Linked DNA regions of Eptesicus fuscus: region 1 is linked to region 2. A link is a contact called in public Hi-C data. All regions are on one chromosome and are shown on one strand. The core of a region is the stretch at or near the end of the contact, and the rest is flanking DNA. Distances in the headings are between cores, read along the strand shown.

What was found. A called contact is a pair of places that touch in the nucleus more often than the background predicts.
Region 1: a contact with region 2 is called in a Hi-C map of liver, with 10 times the contacts expected there. The contact joins the promoter of GTF3A here to the promoter of URAD in region 2. A contact is called at or near these places in 2 of 2 Hi-C or Micro-C datasets (liver and muscle).

What each region holds. Positions count from the first base shown.
Region 1 is chr7:11,502,713-11,505,547 of DD_ASM_mEF_20220401, forward strand. It overlaps GTF3A (general transcription factor IIIA), which reads right to left and starts at 1,437. Exons shown (of 10, transcript XM_008153391.3): 1 at 1,035-1,437. The coding sequence starts at 1,437.
Region 2 is chr7:10,891,347-10,894,284 of DD_ASM_mEF_20220401, forward strand. URAD (ureidoimidazoline (2-oxo-4-hydroxy-4-carboxy-5-) decarboxylase) reads left to right here and starts at 1,593. Exons shown (of 2, transcript XM_054719705.1): 1 at 1,593-1,767. The coding sequence starts at 1,593.

The sequences.
Region 1 (2,835 bases), core at 187-2,686, 610 kb after region 2:
AGGTGCAGCTTGCAGGGACTATGGGGAGCCAGCCAGCAAGGGGGAGACTATTCTGGGGAGGGCCTGGCGGGAGGCAGACCAAAGGCAGGACGTGGAGGGAGAGCAGGCTGGCCCTGGATCGGGAACAGCAGGAGGCAGGGTGCGTTGAGAGCAGCCGGCTGCTTGTGCAGGTGTCAGCCTGGAGGACGACTTTTTTCGATTGAGAAATAGGCACTTCCCTACCAGACAGGAGAGCGTGTGTCTCGAATTCACTTTGTTGTAACGGAACTTCCCCCTCAGAAGAGAATGCTTTGTTCAAGATGAAAGTTTTATTAGGACAGAAATGAGCATAATTTTGCCAGGGTGGGGAGTGGTTTACTATGGCGGGAGTGCATTAGATACTGTGTTTAGTTTAGAATTATGGTCAGATTCCGGTTAAAGAGAGCACCTAGTGGTCATGTGGGCTGCGGCAACGCGAATGACTGGGTGTGAGTGATGCCACCAGGGGGCGCTGTAGACTCAAAAAGTGGGGCTGGGTCCCAACGCGGCAGGAATGGAGTCAGGAACCCTTCACTCCTTTTCCTGGAGGGAAAGGAAGCTTCTGAAACAGGCTTTTGCCTTTTCTTTTCAAAGAACATGAAACTTTTATTTCCTTTTCACGCTGTCTTGTGTCCTGTGGTGCCCCTCCTCCCTCCACAGCCCCAGCGCCCGGTCACTTCGCCAGTTTCTCCCCAGGACAAGGAGGGAGGAGGATCGGGAGCCTGGAAATCAGCCCTTCCCGCTCCTAACGGGAGGCTTGCAGGAGGGGAGGGGGAAAGAGGTGCGATGCTTGGCCCCGGCATTGTCCCCTGTGAGACTAAGGTACTGAACGCCCGCAGAGACCGTGTGCGTAAAGCACTCCAGACGGCGCTTCTCCCTGGGAACCAGCTTTCCAGCCCTGCCCCGGCGCACAGCTAGCTCTCTCGGAGGCTGCAGACTGAGGAGTGAAGAGAACTGTGCATCACAAACCCCCCCCCCCCCCCTCAACCCAGAACACGCCCTCGGACGTGGAGCACCGTGGGCTTTTAGGCGGATCTGCACTGCGGTCTCCGGGATCCCGGCCGCACAAACCCCCGTGTTTGGGAAGCTCTCATGGCGTTGGCGCTTTCCTCCGTTCACCCCGGGGTCCCACGGGGCCACGGGACACCTTTGTGACACTGTCCTCAAACGGTTGGGGCCCTGCCTCCCACATTCACATCTTCCTGTTGGAGATGCCTTGCCCACGCCTCCTTCTAAGCCTCCCTGGAGGCAAGACTGGCTGTCAGCCAGCCCAGCGGCGCCGGGGTCTAAGGCACGCACCGCAGGCCACTGGCGCTCGAGCACCGGGACACGCAGCGCCAAGGGCTCTCGGTAAATACTGAATGCGTGACGCTGAAGCCACAGTCCCTGACTGAAGACACCGCTGGGAAACCATTCCATCTCCCCGGCCAGTAAGCAGCCTCTGTTTACCTTCCGTTCATTTTTTAACCAAGGTAAGTTACGGTTTCCCTGTATGATGGCTCATACTCAGCCTTCCGATTACTTCACGTTTATTCCGTTTGGCGTCATCTCCTAAATTGGGTTTTTGCCTCTTTGTCTCTTGATAACTCAGCTGAGTGTCTATTTTATCGCTTCTGCTTGTAATAATTGAAGCCATGTGCTTCTTACTCAAATCATTCCTTCGCTCCTTGTTTCCGTGCAGGGGAGGAGCCAGGCACACACCGTCCTTGGCCTGTGACAGGGGCGCCTGTCCTGCCTTCCTGGCTGCAAAATTCTCCCCTCTGACCAAGACTTCACCCAGTGCCGGGCCACCCGCGTGTCTGCTTTGTCAGAACTCATCCCACCCCTGGCGAGGCGAGTGCTCCTTCTCGTGGGCGGCTGTTCCTCTTCCCACGTCTCCCTCACACCAAGTCTTCTTTTGGGGCCACAAGGTCAAGTGGAACCCAGACAGGTGCACCAGCATGACTGAGAGGCAGCCGGCGGGGGAACAGCATGGGCTCTGAGTCAGGCACAGCCTTGTGGCCTAGAGCAAGCCACCCGGCCTCTCCGCCTCCATTTCCTCGTCAGCAAAGCGAGGATGATAGAGTCTACCTCCAAGTATGGGTGGATGGTAGACGAGTCAGAGCTAGTTATGCTAGACCTGGGTTTGTTCAGGCCATACCAACTAGGCCTTACTCTAAGACCTTCAGAACAGTAACCCTGGGCATTTCCAAAGCATGGTCTAGGTGCCTTCCCCTCCACCACATTCTTTTCCAGTTGGCTCTGGGACCCCGTGTCCTCATGACCAACTATGGCGTGGTGTTGGCCGTGCCCTCCTCTCTGACTTGGGGAGGAGGAAATGAGGCCATTGATGCTTTCCTCAAAGCCTTGAAGACCCTCAAAAGTGCAGCCGTGGAAGAAACCCAAAGACGCAACGCTGTCAAGGACACAGGTGCCATCCCTGTGGCTGTGGAAGTGGCTGACGCCCATGGGGTGTGTTGAAGCCGTCTTCCAGGCTGTAGGGGGCACCTCTTCATTTCCACCGGCTCCTTTACTGTGCCCGCCTCCACCGAGGGGGCGTGCAGGGTGAGCAGAAAGGTGACAGGTGACAGGCCTCGGTGCTTCTTAAAGTGCTCTCCTTCTCTCCCAGCCCTGGCCATTAATTCACATATCTAACCAGTGTGTCTTCAGCACCTGCTATTGTGCTCTGCACTGGGGGTACAATAGTGAACAAAATAAGGGCAGTCCTTGGCCTCGGGGAGCTCACAGGTTAGTGAGGTCGGTGCTTTGACAGGGAGTCAGGTTGTTATGTCTTAGGGTAACAGACACCCCCTAAGTCAGGGAAGCCTTCCCAGCGGC
Region 2 (2,938 bases), core at 343-2,842:
GGGCAGAAGGGGACAAAATGGATACTAGGCTGTTAACCGGGTCTGTGGCAAAACCTCGGGGGCAAGGAAAAGGAAAAGACTATGTGACTCTGGAGGCAGAAGGAAAAAGAAAGAAAATTCTGAGGTTAGTCCAACAAAGAGATTGTAATAGGAAATGTTGTATTAGCCAACACCTAGGTAGTGCTATGCCAAGGAGCCGTTTTAAGCACCTTGGTATATTAATTTACTTAACCTTTGTAAAAATTCTATTAGGTAAATACTATGATGATCTTTATTTTACAGACAAAGAAACTGAGATACAGAAAAGTTCAATGACTTGCCAACTGTCAGATGGTGGGGGCAGAGCAGATCAGAACTCTCCTGGGTCCATGCTCTCCACCCTAGCCACAGGCTGGCAGCAGCAGGCACTCTGAGGATGCATAGGATGGTGACAGGTAGTGCTAATATTCTATAGCTTCCTTCATATTGAAGACAAGATCGGTAAATGTGGTACTTTGGGCACCAAATTTTCCCCTTTGCAAAACAAATTTCATCAGTTTCTTTTCAAGGGATGAGGTCTCTGTCCATTCTTCAGTCATGACTTTGGCCCAGGTAGTCAGGGTGAGTCCTGGCCTGGGGCACATCTGCAGAGTTAGGACAACATCTGTAACTGCTGACAGATTGTCACAGGCCACAGTAGAGGCAGGGTACTACTGTCACCTGCACCTTACAGACCACAGGGACAAATGTGATTTATTGTTAACATGGTTGCTCTCTCTTTGAACTTGACTCAGATGGCAGCAAATGTGTAGCGGGACTGAGCCTGCAACCAAGGTACATGCCCTTGTTCGGAATGGAACCTGTGACCCTTCAGTCTGCGGGCCGATGCTCCAACCACTGAGCCAAACTGGCTAGGCTGCATTTTAATTCTAACAGGAAATTGCAATATCTTTATTTTTAAAATCTGACCTCTCCTTTTCTTGGACTTTGTTTCCCACAGTATTTTTGTTTTCAGCATCTGTGAAAGATATGAGGGTGAAAATGAATCTATGTGGTTATTTGGTCAACTGAGTCACCCTCCGGGATTTATTGACAGCCCACCGCAGGCACGGTTCTAGGTCCCCTGTCTAATGAGCATGTACTACATACCTATTGCGTTAAGCATTTGAGATACAGAGAAAGAGCAAAATATACTACCTGTCCGCCACAACAGCAACAATAGGTGGGAAATCAAATTCCCAGGGGGTTGACTTGTGACCTGTCTTCGAGGTTCTCAGGGAAAACTTCCGTGGGATAATGTTGACATTAAACTGTTAATGACACCAAAACTGTATGTGGCTTAAATGCTGAAATATGGCCCCTCCTGCCTTTGACGGTGGGAGCAGTTTGAAAATGTTTGCCACACAGAGATCTTCACTCCCTGGATTAGAACCCTCGGCCTATGTTTGCTCATTACACAAGTCCTCTGGATCTGCTTCTCCCGAGCACTGAAAACAAGCCAACCTGGTGTCGCATGAAAAACAAGCTTGTGTATTCAGCAAGTACAACCTCGTGAGCAGAGTCACTATCACCCACTCCGCGAGAGGGGAGCCAACGTCCCGCTGCCTGCAGCGATGGACATGGAGAAGGTCAACTCCATGGACTTCGGAGAGTTTGTGGATGTGTTTGGGAATGTCATTGAGAGATGTCCTCTGATTGCAGCTGCTGTTTGGTCCCAGCGCCCATTCTCTGACTTGGAAGATTTAGAAAAGCACTTTTCTGCCTTTATTGATGCACTGCCACAGTCAGGTAAGGCTTCATAGACCGGGGGATTCTCCACAAGGGGTTTCAACTGTTCTTATCAAAACATGGTTAGATCTGTTTAGTTGGTTATAATTGATATATTTATTTAGCCAGTTTTGTTGTAAGGGTCACTAAGTTTCCTTAAAATTAGTAAATGGGAGTCAAACACTTGCAAGGTGTTAGGCCAAAAGTCAGATGAAAGAATGTATGTTGGCTCAGGTAAAGTGGCTGTTAAATATTAAAGTTCTGAGGTCATGAGGAAGAGGATGGGCCTCACAGAGGCTCGGAGGCTGAAGGTCAGGCTGCGGGCCTACCCTCTTTCAGCTGAATGTGCTCCCTCTGGGAATGTCCTGAATGCAGGAGAGAAGACAGGTCGATATCAGAATATCTCAGGAGCTCAGGGGAAAGAGCAAATGGCTGACATTTTTATCAGAAAGGGCCAGTTTGGACTGGATTGCTGAGGAAAGTAAACTCATTCAGATCAGCTTCTCCCGGAGGGAAGTAAAGGAGAAAAGACAAAAATCTGAATGAATTCCTCTGGAGAAAGGGAAAGAAATTGTTGATTTCCACTGGGTAGGGAGAGAAAGGAGGCACTTCAGGGTGTAGGATTAAATGCTAAGGTTTAGGCAAACCCCAAGTGACGGATTTAGAAGCCAAGGGGGCCGTCTTGATACTCTTCAGAGAGGCCAACACCTTTTTGGGGTCTGATGAGCATAAGCATCGGGTTGCCTTAACTGGGCGTTCAGGTCATCCCCAGCGCCAGGTCTGCCTACCAAAAGGGGCCCCCTAGGCCACTCGCATTCCACACAGGGCTCCATGCCAGCGAGCCGGTTCTTACCCAGTTAAAGTTTGAGAATAGGTGGAGATAGTTTTGGCCCCAAGGCCTCCAATCATTCACTTTACCAGATAAAACTTCGTGCCCAGGAGCTGAAGGGAGGGGAGGGGGGCACGGGCTGCCTTCACAGGGGCCCTTCCACAGAGATCTGGGCCGGGAGGCAGAATTCATGCTCTCCTCTCTTCCATGATGAGGCCAACACACAGAGTAGTCAGGGTGAGTCCCTGGGCTTTGACATCTGTGTAGTAATTTCTCATTGTCAGATGAACAGCTCCCAAGTAAGAAACTCATTTTAATTCAGTTTAAGCACGTCCAGAAAGAGTGGAGGACAGTGTTACAAAA